3 separate regions of the Mus musculus genome follow, and regions 1 and 2 are each linked to region 3. The links are chromatin contacts, called in public promoter capture Hi-C maps. All regions are on one chromosome and are shown on one strand. Each heading gives the region's core, a stretch centred on a gene start, on an enhancer-like site or on the middle of the called end of the contact. The rest is flanking DNA. Distances are from core to core; before and after follow the strand shown. Region 1 holds the start of Shisa2 (shisa family member 2). Region 2 holds the start of Mphosph8 (M-phase phosphoprotein 8). Region 3 holds the start of Sap18 (Sin3-associated polypeptide 18).

Region 1 (4,891 bases), core at 1,261-3,760, 1.8 Mb after region 3:
TTCTTTATAAACCCTGGATAAACCATGGGTGTTTTGGAGACTCGTATAAATGGAAAGGAAAGGGAGTATGGAGCAAGTGCTGTCTGCACTAAGTACAAATACCTTGCATCAAACACAACAACTAAGAAACATACTTAAAGTAGGAACCCACTTGCAGAAGACTGAAGTAAGTTTCCCAGCATTCAAAGGAACAGCTCACAACTGCCTGTAATTTCAGTTTCAGTAGATCCTGTGGCCTCTTCTGGCCTCTGAAATTCACACATGTTACATACTCACTCACAGACAAACATGCCTACACATAATTAAAAACAAAATAAATTTTAGAAAAGTATTAACCCCCAGAATACCAGGTAAATCAATTTCTACTGACACTGGGAATGGTGACCAGTGGATTGGTAAATGGGCTTTGGGGTCAGGCAACAAGTGAGTGGTTCCAGGAAAATTGACACCCTCTGTCCACCTGGGCTGGGAAATTTGTCCCTACCAATAAAATGAGCAAAGTAATGTCTTCCTTATGGGTGGCTGTGAAGATTAAATATGCTGAGAGATGCTCAGTACAGGATATCAGCCACCACAGGAACATGGCTGCCTAGAATATAATAAGAATATAGTAAGTGTTCAGAAAATGGTAGCTAACCATAGTCACCATCCATTACATGATTCCACCCATCAATCCTTGGCCTCTTAGGGCTTAAATCTAAACACTAGTGTTTGATATTTTTCTCTCCTTTCCTCTCAGCCTAATGTCACCCTGTGTGTTTTAACTGGCCCTGTAAAGGGTCAGAGAGCTGGATCAGTCAGTAAAGGCTGGGTTATTCAAGCATGAGGACCTGAGTTCGAATCCCCAGCACCTATAGAAAAGCTAAGTGTGGTGGCTTTGGCCTGTATCCTATCATGGGGTGGGATGGGGGCACACACAGGCAAACTTATAAGCCTGCCAGTCTAGTTAACTTGGTAAACTCCAGGTTCAGTGAGATACCATGTCTCAATAAGGAAAATAATTGAGAAAGAGGCCTGACATCAGTCAACCTCTGGCCGCCACACGCATGCTCATATATGTAGACATACATGCACATACAAACACCTACATACCCACCGCTCACACACGCATTGGCTCTGCACAACGCTGCTTATAGATCGTTGTATCATTTTTACTTGCTTGATTCCGTTCCAGTCCAACTGCTCTGTTAATTCAGAAACATTAGTCTGCTTGAGTTTGTGACCACACCCATCTGATCTCTGATGCTAATCAGGGTTGGGCCTAGTTAGTTTGTGGGTTGGAGACCACCCTGCTTGAGGGAAACGGTTCGAGGAGCCAAGGTGAATCCCCAGAACTCGATTCGGAATGTGCTTATGAAATGAATGCTTCTTCAATGTTGGAGTTTTGTTCATTTCTTAGCTTATAGGGGTTGATGTTTGGCGCATTTAAAATATGTCTTTTCAAGACTGGAGTGGAGCTCTGTGGTAAAGCATTTCCTTCCCAGGCCACGCTCTGGGGTTCCGTGCAAGGGTCCCTTAAATGACAAGAATAAGGTGTTTTGTTGGGCACAGGCACAGAAGGAAGAGTTTTCTCTGTGAATATTTTCTGGGATGAGTGGAAGGCTTAATTCTCAATGTTTTAGGTAAGGGTTGCACTAAGAGCCCTACAGTGGTTTAACTCAAAAATGTCTTTGCTATGGACAAAATTGCCTTGTATTCTTGTTACAGCCAGTTCTCCATTAGATACACAAAGAAACAGCCCGGAAACACGTGATGGTTCCTCCTTCAGGGGCTGGGTTTAGCATTCACATGGAATGACTCCAGCTGAGAAAGACGCAGTAGGTCCTTTAAAAATACTCATCGTTACTTTAATAGCATCAGCACCTGCTCAGCTGCTTCAAGAGTGAAGCTATTCGTTTCTTCTCAGAATGTCTGGCGTCTGAACCCTTGCCTTCTTCCTGGCTGCAGCTGTCTAAGCCAAGGAGGTCAAGTGTCACACGGAGGCACCTTTCTGCCGGACGCCAACAATCACCACACCAAATTAGGGAGGGGAAAAGAAAACTAATAAAATAATATAGTTAATTTAGTCAGTGACCCTATTGACTTTCTTGCTGACCTCTTTACTGTGCAGTGCCATGGCACCGGGAGGCCAGGCACCACAGCTCAGATAGGGTTTGTGTTCGTCCTGGGCCTGGAGGTTGAAAGCTGAGCAAGACAAGTCTATCTGAGTGATGACTGAGTCCTCTGTAACATGGAAAGTAAGAATTATTCTTTGGAGAGTTGTCAGAGTAACTCGGAATGTTGGACGTCGAAGATCCGCACTAAACTTACTTCTGCTATCCTTGTTTTAACTGGCTTCCAAGGCGTGGCTGACTTAAAACGTGTTTTCCCACTTGTCTGTTCTGTTCACCCGCACCGCTGCCTGGCCACTGCCACACCTTTGGTGAAGGAAAGTGAAGGGCTACGAGTGTCCCCTGGCGGAGGGAAAGCCCTCTCGGCACGCATGCGCGCAGGGGAGCCTCCAGCCCCTCTTTAAGTGAGGAGCGCGGTGCGCAGCCGGGCAGTCGGAGCTGGCTCGCAGCCTTGCCAGGCGAGCGTGGGGTGTCCGCGCGCTCCTCTGCTCCCATAGCCCGAGGGACTGAAACTTCCGTGGGCGGCTCCCACCGGAGCGCACTGCCGGGGGCGCACCAGCGACAGGGAGAAAGGAGACCAGACGCGGGCTGCAGTAGGAGCCGGGGAGGGCAGCCCGCTGGCCCGGCGCCCAACAGCAGCCGCGCGGCCGCCGCCAGCCGGGCGGGCTCCGGGACTGCAGGGGAGGTGCGGGCACTCGCAGCGTCCCGAGCGGTGGCCGGAGCCATGAGGACCGAGCACAGAGTGGCGGAGGCAGAGCGCAGCCGGCCGCTGCTGCACTTGCCGCCGGGAGCACTGCGCGCACTGCCCGCCTCCTTCGCTGCTTCTCGCAGGGGAAGTGAATAGAGGGGGAAAGCAGCCACCAGCTCCGGACTCTGATGCTGAAACGCTCCAGCCGCGGCCTGGCTCCTGGTCGGCAGCGAGGCGTCCCCTCGAGGATGCCCAAAGAAGGTCGGATCACAAGCCAAGCTTTCAGAAACGTTTCTTCTGTGATGCCCCTGTGAAGGCCGAACCTAGCAGGGACGTGGTCACTCGCAAGGAGGGATGACTTAGACCCTGGCTCTGCAGCCTGGGCTTCGCCTCAGAGGGGAGTGTTCCTCACGGAAAGCCCCAGGGATCGCCGAACCATAACTTCTTGGGGGAGATCTGTGACCTCTAGAGACATCACCGGTGCCCAGGGCAGTGCCATGTGGGGCGGACGCTGCTCACCTTCCACCTCTTCCAGGCACCGCGCGTCGCTGCTGCAGCTGCTGCTGGCCGCGCTGCTGGCGGCGGGGGCGCGGGCCAGCGGCGAGTACTGCCACGGCTGGCTGGACGCGCAGGGCGTCTGGCGCATCGGCTTCCAGTGCCCCGAGCGCTTCGACGGCGGCGACGCCACCATCTGCTGCGGCAGCTGCGCGCTGCGCTACTGCTGCTCCAGCGCCGAGGCGCGCCTAGACCAGGGCGGCTGCGACAACGACCGCCAGCAGGGCGTAGGGGAGCCTGGCCGGACAGACCGAGAAGGCCCAGACAGCTCGGCAGGTAGGCGAGCAGCAGCCAGGTGCAAAGAGGGAGCGGGAGGGCGGTTGCTTTGCCTGGGCAAGAAGGACCAGGAAGCCTGGAGATTTTAGGAAAGGGCCGGGGAGCAGAAACCTGAGTTTTTTGTTTTTGTTTGGGGGTTGTTTTTGTTTTTGTTTTGTTTTGTTTCCCCTACTCATTAACTTTGTATGAAGTGGGGCAAAAAACCTCGAGAAAAAACACGTTGCTTCTGTTCATGGTCCGTGCCTTCCTTTCCCTTCGTCCCATTTCCACTGGGCTTAATCTTGGGAATAGTCAAGAAAATGACAAGGGTGCACCCCTCTGGAGAAGGCTTGTCCAGGGTTCTCCTCCAAGGGTCCTCAGACGGAGGGCAGTTCTGGGGGACAGCAGACGACTTCCCGTGGGTGACGCACCTTTTCACATCTCAGGGATCCCTTCTCTCCCGCAGGAGCCAGTGCACAGCTCCCTGTGACCACCTAGGCCTCTGGGAATCTGGATTGGCCTCCTTAGGCTGACTTGATAGACGTGCCACTGGAACGGAGCCCAACTTTGCTCATTGAGACTTTTGACTATTTCTTAATAGACAAAGCCAGATTTTGAAAGTAAGCCTGTCAAATAATTTAGTAGATGGCATTTCCTTAAGGAGAGGCTGCCAAATTGAGTCTCTCTCTGTGCGTGTGTGTGTGTGTGTGTGTGTGTGTGTGTGTGTGTGTGTGTGTGTGTGTGAATGAGTGCTACAGGCACATACATAGGTTTGGAGCTGCCTGCGCTTTGGCACAGGTGGTTTCTGCTTTATAGAGCAGTCTCCAGCCCAGCAGCTCTTTGCAGTGCAGTTAAGCGTTTTCTTAGTTTGCTCTTCCTGCTGCTGTTGCACTGACTTCAGTCTGAAAGGAGGAGAACTGAGGGTCGTTCTGGAGAAGGCACCATCTGAACTGCAGCTCAGTTTGCGGAGTGTGTGGTCTGGGAACAAAGCCTAGAGAAAAGAGCCAAATGGCTACAATAAGGTGTCTGTTCAATTGGGCTTGTTAATAACTTCTAAAAGTCGGGATGGAGTTGGCTAAGGCTGGAGGCAGCGGCCTTCTCACACTGTGGATGCTGGCCATGGCTGCCCTTCACTCCACTCCTAAATCTTTAAGTCTCCCGGTTCTCTCACAGCCCTTCTGCAATGAAGGACGAATTGCCCAATTAAGCCTGCGGGGGCTTGTGGTAGCACTGCATTCTTTACCCCTGTGTAGTTATTTACACTTCCAATTAAGAATCCTGG
Region 2 (4,432 bases), core at 1,187-3,686, 1.1 Mb before region 3:
GCTTTTCCATCCACAGATTGTTTGGGCAGAACTTCAGCCGGTCTCCTTAAACTAGTCAGACCGTCTGCACCCAGCTGGTTTAGGATGCTGGCAAGCATTTCTGTCAGCCGCTCTGTCTCAGCGTGGCCTGTAATGGTAAAAGTGCCAGAAATGCCTCAACTTTAGGGTTGTTAAAATGATTCACTGTTCCATGGTTTGTAAACATGTTCACCTCTTCATACCAGAGATATTGTTTACCCCTAACTTCTTTAAGGAGAACTGCAGGGTTTTTTTTTTTTATCATCTGCCATGCTGTTCTGTGAAATATCTCCTTCTTTCTTCAAAAAGCTTCTTTTCCACCAATGGGCATTTGTGCCTGCAGTTTGAATTTTTGCTGGTTCACAGTATTTCTTTCATCTTTTTGGAGTGGAAATGGGGCCTGCATGGGGTACCTCAGTTTGTACTGAGGGGGTCTCTGGCAGACCAGCTGAGATAAGGTACACAATTTGGGGACACAAGAGGCTAGAGGGAGGCTGGAAGTAATGTCAGAAAAATATTTTCTTAAGTGACGTTTCCTAGCAGTATTGTATGCACATAGAACAATTGTTACTTATTCATAATCTGCACAAATAACTTCGTTATATCATTCTCTGATGTATGCTGATATGTCTATGTTGTCTTCCATCTATATCTGATATCTATGTATTAATCTATCTAAAGGTGTTTTTTAAACCAGTCTGGCTTTGAAGACTTCACTCTCCTGCCTCAGCCTTTGGAAGGCTGGGGTTATAGGAATGTGACCTGTTTTAAAGTTAGTATGTCTCTCTGGTGAAACTTACTCCACACACTTAGATTAATAAAGGAGAGAGCTCTTTAATAATACCATAAATCTGGCTCTGGATACTGCTCAAAGAGGAGCTAGTTGTGAACAGATTTTTTACTAACTTACACTCATTTTCGGCTTATACATGCCACATAAGCTATTATTCTGAAATCTCTTTCAGGTTCCAGATGCAGGTTACTCTTGGAACAATTTTAATACAGACAGGAGACTGAAAGTCTAGTCACTCAGGCAGATACAAGAGGTACACAGCGAAGATAGTCAGAATTATTTCTAAGCATATACACCAGTGTTGTTCTTTTCAAATAGTTGTTATTCAGGGTCCTCTTGCCTACCTACCAGCAGAGTTAGGCTTTTCCTCACAAGGGCACAGGGGATTTAATGGCAAACTAGGACTTAATGATAGGTGTGACTTGGGGCTCAGCCATTGAGCTGCCCCTTAGAGGCTTTTTTTTTTTTTTTTTTTTTAATAAGGTGGATAGGCTTAATGGCTGGTTGTAAGTTAGGGTTGTCTCCTTTTGTTGTGGAAATGGAGTCTAATTGGAGGTCAATCTTAGTGCACTAACGTTAACAGAAACTTTCTCAGCAACCCAAAACTTCAATGTTGGCACAAAAATGTCTTTCCTAGAGTTTGTAATAAGCCTGGTAATTCTCTTCCAATCATATCGCAGGCTCGCTTCCTAGTGACTCCTTTGTAGCATCAATATTACTCGTTTCTCTTGCATCAACCCCGCACCTGCTTCTGATATTTTCAATTCAATAAGAAGCAAGGGAACTTGGGAACAAACACATAGGTGGTTTTGGCTTGGTTTATCAGGTGTGAATGATCCAATTAATTAAGTATAGCCCAAATGGGGCCAAGCCAGGCAACCTGGGCTCTATCTTTTGAAGGAGAGAACCAACTTTTACTCAGCTACTAGGACCAAGCCTCCAACCATCACCTGCCAGACAAACGCCCTATCACTGAACTACTTTCAAAGCCCAACAAGTAAATCCCATAAATTATTACTTGATACAGTGTCTTGCTGTAAAGATTGGCCTTTCTCCTGACAGAAGAGAATACATATTGGGGGAATTCTCTCGCTATGTATGCCCTTGGAAATTAAACTCAGGTCCTCATATTTGGCGACCAGGGCCGTAATCTGCTGAACCACCTCCGGGTCCCTATTCTCTATCTATAAACGCTACTCACTAAAATGAAATATCCCTATAGGCTATATGTAATTGATTCGACCGCAGACGCCATATAAGCCAGCCAAAACCATACGAAAGGATTCCTGGGCAGCCATTCCGCACAGGCGGGTCTCGCTAACACTGGGGGTCCCTTTCCCAGAATCCTCATGGTCTCCTTCCGACAATCCAAACAACAGGTCTCCTCAGGCAGCGGGCGTCACCGGAGTTTGGGAGGTGAGGTGCTAGGACCGCCCCTCGCAGTCTCCCCAGGGGAGCCCTTCCGCTCTTCCCTGAGGCAGCGTTCTTCCTCAGAGTCCGTCGACCCGCCCATCCACTTCCCGTGAACTCCCCAGGGAGCCGGGGAGCGCGCCTTTGCGTGATTGGCCGTTCTGTGTGTCAATCCAGAGCTCGGCGCCCACAATTGGCTGGCTTGCCTCACGGTCGAGTCACGCCGCTGGAGCGGATTAGGGCGGAGCGGCAGGCGCGCGGTGCTGTCCCGCTGTGGGTCGCCGGCGGTTTTTCGCGTTGGTTTTGCACTGCGTCTGTGATGGCGGCGGCGGCTGAGGAGGGCATGAGTGCGGCCGCTCTAGTTATGTCAGTTCCCGACAGCATTGGCCGTTCTCCCGAGTCCGAAGGAGTTGGAGCAGGGGACGAAGAGAAGGACGCAGCCACCAAAGGAACGGTGGCCGTTGGGGACAGCGAGGAGGATGGGGAGGACGTTTTCGAGGTGGAGAGGATCCTGGACATGAAGTGCGAGGGAGTATGTGGGGGCTGAGCGGCCGGACAGGGAGTCTCCGGGGCGGGGACGGCGGGTTGGGAGAATCCGAGTGGGACGCCGAACAGCCTGGAACAGCTTGGGAGGACGGTGGCGGTCCGTAGGCGCAGACTGACATCCTGGAGAGGACCCTGGCCGCAGTCGGTGGAGGATGGATGCTTAGGGAAGTTCTAAGTGTTGTTTTGGCAGAAGAGACGAAGCGGTGACATGGAATGTTGAGAATCGTAGGATGCAAGGCAGCTGGTGGGAGACTTCTGTGGCCTTCAGCATTCGGGTATACGGTTAGGGCCATGGCTTTCCGTTAGGAAAGACTGGAGGATTCTCTACACCGTTGTCCCAATGTTTTCTAAAAGTAGAAAATGCTCCTTGGCTTAAATTCAGGAAATCCCATTCACACCGAGTGCCCGGGACAGTAAAGGTTTCCCAACCCAAAGTGTCCCTTTTCTGCGCGTTTTATGAGTGTAACTCAAGAGATTTAGAGTAAGCTTGAAAGGACAATCTTCGCACATCGTGCTTGAACACTTAACATCCTCCTTGCTGCGAATGTCGTCCCCGGGAGAAATTCTTAGTCTGTATTTCCAAGGCTTGGGATCCATCTGTTTGTGATACCTTTTCTCCCCTCTCTTCCCTTACCCGAGCTCTGCAGAAAAAGGTGCTTTCTCAGTTCTGTCCTTACTCTCTTACCTCTATTTAAGTCATTGTCTTTTATCTCTGTATTTGTCTTTTCTGCTCTAGATTGTGGGCTCCTTTAATCAGGGGATGTGGTTTATAATAATGCTTGAATCACGGACACTTAGTCCAGTAACAGCAAAGGCTGATTTTGTTGTTGCCGTTATCTGATACCGTGTACTGGACCCAGGGTTTCATGAATGCAAGGCAAGAGCTTTACCACAGAGATCTATCTCACGGCTGTGGGATTATTGAATGAGTAAACGAAATGGGAATTTGGAGAAAGGAGAAGATAAGGGCTGTAGATAGGAATCGTGCCTATACGATGGTTTTGTTTCTGTTGTATTTTCTGTCATTTGTTATCTGCCATATGCCAACTTTCATCTTAATTTTTAATCCATTGACAAACTTTTTTTTTTAATGGACTGCTGTTTACCCTGTGCCATGTTGGCTTGATGGTAGACATTTCTTTAAAGTGGTGCTTTTCTCTGAGAACTCCTGTTTTGTTTTGTTTTGTTTTTGAGACAAGATTTCTCTGTTTAGACCAGGCTGGCCTTAAAACTCAAAAATGTGCCTGCATCTGCCTCCTGGATGCTGGGATTAAAGACCACCACTGCCTGGCCTGATGGTAGAGATTTTTTTTTTCTTTTTAAAGACGAAATTCTAGCCTATATTGTTATTTTTATGTATATGGTTGTTCAGCCTTATGTCTGTCTGTGCCACATTTGTGAGCCGAGAAGAGAGCATTTGTTCTCCTGGAACTGAAATTGCAAATAGTTGTGAGCTGCCACATGGGTACTGGGAATGGATCCTAAATTACTCTTAGCCACAGAGACAATGGCTCCAGGCTCCCTCTGCATCTGCATACCCCACTTGGTCACTCCCTGCTTTTTGAGGTAGGGTCTCAGAAGTCCAGGCTGACTTAGAGCCTGAGACCTTCCTGCAGTTACTGACACTGGAAAATTTTCAAGGGAGAGTTAAATAATTGAAATTCA
Region 3 (4,798 bases), core at 1,252-3,751:
ACTCAGAGATCTCCCTTTCTTAATCTTCTGGGATTCATAGTCATTATATCTCAAGATTTCCATGACAAAATCTAGGTCAGAAACTTGTATCTCTCTGCCTCCAGATTAGGATCACAGGTGAGTTGTCCAATTCTGGATTGTAGTTCATTCCAAATATAGTCAAGTTGACAACCAGGAATAGCCACTACATCCCTTGGAGTAGTTCTTCTTCCCTCCTGTGTTCTGAAGCAGTGTCTTATATTTATTTTAGCCTCAAATTTACTTTGTAGTCAAAGATGACTTGAACTCTTTATCTTCCTATCACCCAAATGTGGAGATAAAGGAATAAAGGCATATGCAACTATGCTTAGTTTTTGAATTGCTGGAGATCAAATCTAGGGCCTTGAGTATGCTAAGCAAGAACTCTACAAAATGAATGACATCCTAACTTTTTTTTACTTTTTTTTTCTTTTTATCAATTCATTGGTGTGGATTTTGTTGTTGGTGGGTTTTTTTTTCTGTTTTCTTTCTTTTGTTCTCTGTCTCTGTGTCTCTGACTCTCTCTCTCTCTCTCTCTCTCTCTCTCTCTCTCTCTCTCTGTGTGTGTGTGTGTGTGTGTGTGTGTGTTTCTTCGAGACAGGTCTTCATAGTCCTGGCTATTCTGGAACTCACTCTGCAGACCAGGCTGGCTTCAAACCCACAGAGATCCACCTTATGGCTAATATTTTAAGTAATGAAAACTCCAGATTTGGCAGAGAGGTGTCCTGTGATGGATTGGTAATCTGGCCACTTGGCAGAGGATGCAGCGGTATGATGGGGATCCAGCAGTCGTCCCAGAAGTAAGGAAAGCAGCTTATAATAAAGATGTAGAAGTAGAGGTGTCTACAAGGCGGAGGACCTCTGAATTTAGCAGATAGTGAAGGTACAAGACAGGAATTTAGGCAGAGATTTAGCAAGTTGTGTTGTCCCACCCTGCCTTGGGTCTGTTAACGACTAGGAGCACAGCAGTTTAGGGAAGGAGGTCCTAGATAGAGGATTTAGTAAGGCCTGGCTTGTCCTCGCTACAGGAGCAGCTTCTGTCTGAAGTTATGAGCATTCTACATCCTCTTAAATCTGTTTATTTTTATGCTGTGTGTATGGGTGTTTTGACTGTTTTCATGTCTGTGCACCACATGCATGCAGTGCCCAAAGGAAGCCAGAAGAGGACATCAGAGCCTCTGGAACTGGAGTTACAGGTGTTTTGAATTGTAGCCTGGTCCTCTGTAAGAACCTCAAGTGAAGAGCATTCTCATAATGTCTCTGGATATACTCCTAGCAAAGATTTTCTCTAGAGTCTATCAGCAAGAAGGGGTTGTAAGGACTAGAGGATGACTAGCAAGGAACCCTAAAGAATCCAAAGTGTGTGCCAGCTTGCCTTCTCACCGGAGTTCAGAAGTGCCAAGGCCAACAGCTGCTACTGGCAGTGTCTAATTTTTGCAGATATACTACATCCGATTTGTTTGTAAAGCAATCTATTAAAAGCAGTCACCAGATCTTTAACGAACTCTCTGGGTTAGCAGTGACATTCCGAACCTTACATGCTTACTGTCTAGATTTCATTTTTAAAGCAACTGCTTTAAAATGGAGCTATGGGGTTTATGTTTTAGTATCTATAGCATATTGTGAAGGTTTCTTTCTTCCTTCCTTCCTTCCTTTCTATCTTTCCTTCTTTCTCTCTCTCTCTCTCTCTCTCTCTCTCTCTCTCTTTCTTTCTTTCTTTCTTTCTTTCTTTCTTTCTTTCTTTCTTTTTCTGAGACAGGGTTTCTCTGTGTAGCCCTGACTGTCCTGGAACTCACTCTGTAGACCAGGCTGGCCTCAAATGCAGAAGTCAGCCTGCCTCTGCCTCCCAAGTACTGGGATTAAAGGAGTGCGCCACCACTGGCCGGCATGAAGGTTTTTTCAATCAGTCTTTCTCACTGATACTTTTGTAGTTTTTGTTTTGAAACAGGCTCTCTCCACATAGCCCTGACTGTCCTGACACTCTGAAGACCAGGTGAAGGTATGCATCACCATGCCGCTGGATTTGCCTCTCTTGAATTTTGCGTGACATAAAAAGAGCCTATTTCATTCATAGCCCCTAAACAGACAGCTTTACCCCATCATCTACAGAAAAGGTATCATTTCGCTGGCCTTGCAGTACCTTTCTGCACTGGGGGTCCATATTAACCAGTTCAGTCGGTTTATCATCACTATGACTACCTGGTTCATATTTTTACATGTCATGTGAATTTTCTTAAGTTTTTCGTGATCGCTACACATTTTCATCACTACGCATGAAAATATTACGTTAAGCTGACCTGGGCAGTGAGCACGTAAGAAAACAACTAAGAACGATCAAGACGCCTGTAGAGCACTGCGCATGCGTGTGCCCCACCCCTCTCCCCAAGGCAACACGTACGCGCGCGCGTGCGTGCGTGTGCACCCACACATACGGAAATACGCCTGCGCCATGCGATGCCCCGCCTTGCCACTCGTTTCCTATAAAACCTCGTGCCTTTCCTCGCGAGAGACGACTAGCTCATGCTCGCCGCAGGGGTCGGAGGTCAGGGCGAGCGTCTCCCGGGCCGAAGGAGGAAGATGGCGGTGGAGTCGCGCGTTACCCAGGAGGAAATTAAGAAGGAGCCGGAGAAGCCGATCGACCGCGAGAAGGTGCGGGTTGCGGGCGGCTGCGGGGCAGAGGTGGCAGCAGCGGCGAGCTGGCGGGAGGGCGGGCGCGGCCTGCGGACGGGTGGGCGGGCAGGCCAAATGGCGCGCCCGAGGCTGACTCCCTGCTTCTCCGCAGACCTGCCCGCTCCTGCTGCGGGTCTTCACCACCAACAACGGCCGCCACCACCGAATGGACGAGTTCTCCCGCGGGAACGTGCCTTCGAGCGAGCTGCAGATCTACACCTGGTGAGCCGCGCGGGACCCGGGCCTGGCGGGCTGCGTCCTCGGGGACAGCCAGGGCGGGCTCGCCCGCCGTGTGACGCCTTTCGGGAGTGGGGATGAAACGTTAGGTCAGAGTGAACTGACCGGCGTCGCTCTCGCCGTGTGGCCGCCCGGTACAAAAGGATACGTAGGTAGCTTACGGTGCGGTAGGATAAGATGGTAGAGGACGGGGAGGGAGATGGCTGTTGAGTGAACCGTGTTCGCAGAGTGGAGGCAATGGGAAGCCTCGAGCCACGCAGCACCAAGATATTAAAAAGCACCATCAACACCGAGCCCTTTCTGCCCCGGCCCTTGGTGTCAAAGCGTTTGGTGTTTGCACGGTGAGGACGGCTGTCCCAAGTGTTTCATCTCCGAGTACCTGCCTTGCTCAGGACCCACGCAGCTAGGACCGTTACAGGCTTGTCCTTTGGATTGTGTCAGGTTGACACTGTAATAGCTTTGGAAAAGCAGCAAAGGCGAATTTTAATACATTTTTGTTGCGGTGGTAAGATACACCACAAAAGAGTCCCTTTCTCGGGAAAACAGACAAACAACCCCCCATCCCCCCACCCCCATCCAAAACACGAGCTAGTGATTGAATTTATAAGGGAAAACTACTGAGTAGCGGCTGAATTTAAGCCACTCTCCACATACTAAAATTCCGTGTCCCCCAACAAATGAATTTTCCAGCTTGCCCGGACTTTGCTTAAGTGCTGCTTTTCTATTCCGTGAGCCCAGCTTTCTAAAGAGGGTTATCTCTCTGTTATCTGTAGAGATTGTTCCAGAACCACATGGATATCAAAATCTTGGAATAATCAAGTTTTTCACTTTAAAAATGTAGTGTTTACTGTACACACCTTTCAGCATATGCTCTTGAGACTTTCTGCTATAAAGCTTACCCTTCTTCTGCTAGGGCACTCAGACTGTAAAAGCTTGTTTAATTTTTAAAAATTGCCTCAAAAGAAAATCAGAGTTTATGCCAGCATTGAAGTTCACTAGGAACGATATATAAAATTTCGGAGTTAATTGCAGAATAGAGTATGAATTCTGGCCAGGTAAAATTTAGTTGCAAAAATACATAAGAAGGTAACAGTTGTCTGAAGTTTTATAACTTATTTTATTACACAGTGAACTACATACAGTTATGAAAAAATAAGATTTTACTTGAACTATGCACACTGGTGTATGTATAGTTTGTGTCAGTTTCGATATTATATCTTCCAAATTGTAATTTGTTTTTTATGTATATGTGTGTTTACCTTCATGTATGTGTGTGCCCCGCATAAATGCCTGGTGCCTACTGAGGTCACAAGTGGGTATCAGATCTCTGGGACTGGAGTTAGAAATGGCTGTGAGCTGCTCTGTTGGTGCGGGAGTTGAACTCAGTTCTTCTGCAAGAGTGACAGTGTCCCTCCGTCTGAAAGACTGAGTTCTGTTACAGGAACATGGAGAAATAAATACCTGGCGCAGAAAACGGGGGACAGTGTGGTCCTTCTGGGTATTTTCCCTCCATGCATTGAGTACGGCGATGTGGAGATTTGTAACGTTCACAGTAACACTGCAGGGCGTTCTTTAGCTCTCTCCTTGGTACCGTTCCATCAGGGTTGTCATTCTGAAGTGTCTCTCTAGGGTTCTGCCGTTTGTTCCAGTGCACAGAATGCTATTTCAACTTTGCCTTTCACTTACCTCTTTGTTGGCAAAAGCAGTGTAAAGATGAACTAAACTGACTGTTGCTGCCATGTTTACATTTTCAGTTACCTTGCCCTGGATTGTGCTGTATTAGCACAAGGGACTGTATTTAGTTCTGAGTTCAGATAAGTATTTTTAATTTAATAATGGCTTAAGTTGTAAAAGGGGCCTGCAGTTTGTCTTA

The links. Promoter capture Hi-C pulls out the DNA fragments that hold promoters and counts their contacts.
Region 1: a promoter capture Hi-C map of embryonic stem cells shows a contact between it and region 3, with 3 times the contacts expected there. The contact joins the promoter of Shisa2 here to the promoter of Sap18 in region 3. A contact is called at or near these places in 2 of 39 promoter capture datasets (embryonic stem cells and hippocampal neurons).
Region 2: a contact with region 3 is called in a promoter capture Hi-C map of second pharyngeal arch cranial neural crest. The contact joins the promoter of Mphosph8 here to the promoter of Sap18 in region 3. A contact is called at or near these places in 3 of 39 promoter capture datasets (cranial neural crest, pre-B cells and second pharyngeal arch cranial neural crest).

The regions. Positions count from the first base shown.
Region 1 is chr14:59,622,771-59,627,661 of GRCm38.p6, forward strand. Shisa2 (shisa family member 2) reads left to right here and starts at 2,511. Exons shown (of 2, transcript NM_145463.5): 1 at 2,511-3,630. The coding sequence starts at 3,297.
Region 2 is chr14:56,665,812-56,670,243 of GRCm38.p6, forward strand. Mphosph8 (M-phase phosphoprotein 8) reads left to right here and starts at 2,437. Exons shown (of 14, transcript NM_023773.2): 1 at 2,437-2,753. The coding sequence starts at 2,541. It also overlaps the pseudogene Gm4032.
Region 3 is chr14:57,795,688-57,800,485 of GRCm38.p6, forward strand. It overlaps Sap18 (Sin3-associated polypeptide 18), which reads left to right and starts at 2,502. Exons shown (of 4, transcript NM_009119.3): 1 at 2,502-2,667; 2 at 2,801-2,910. The coding sequence starts at 2,539. Mir3077 (microRNA 3077) reads left to right here and starts at 2,737; the gene lies at 2,737-2,800.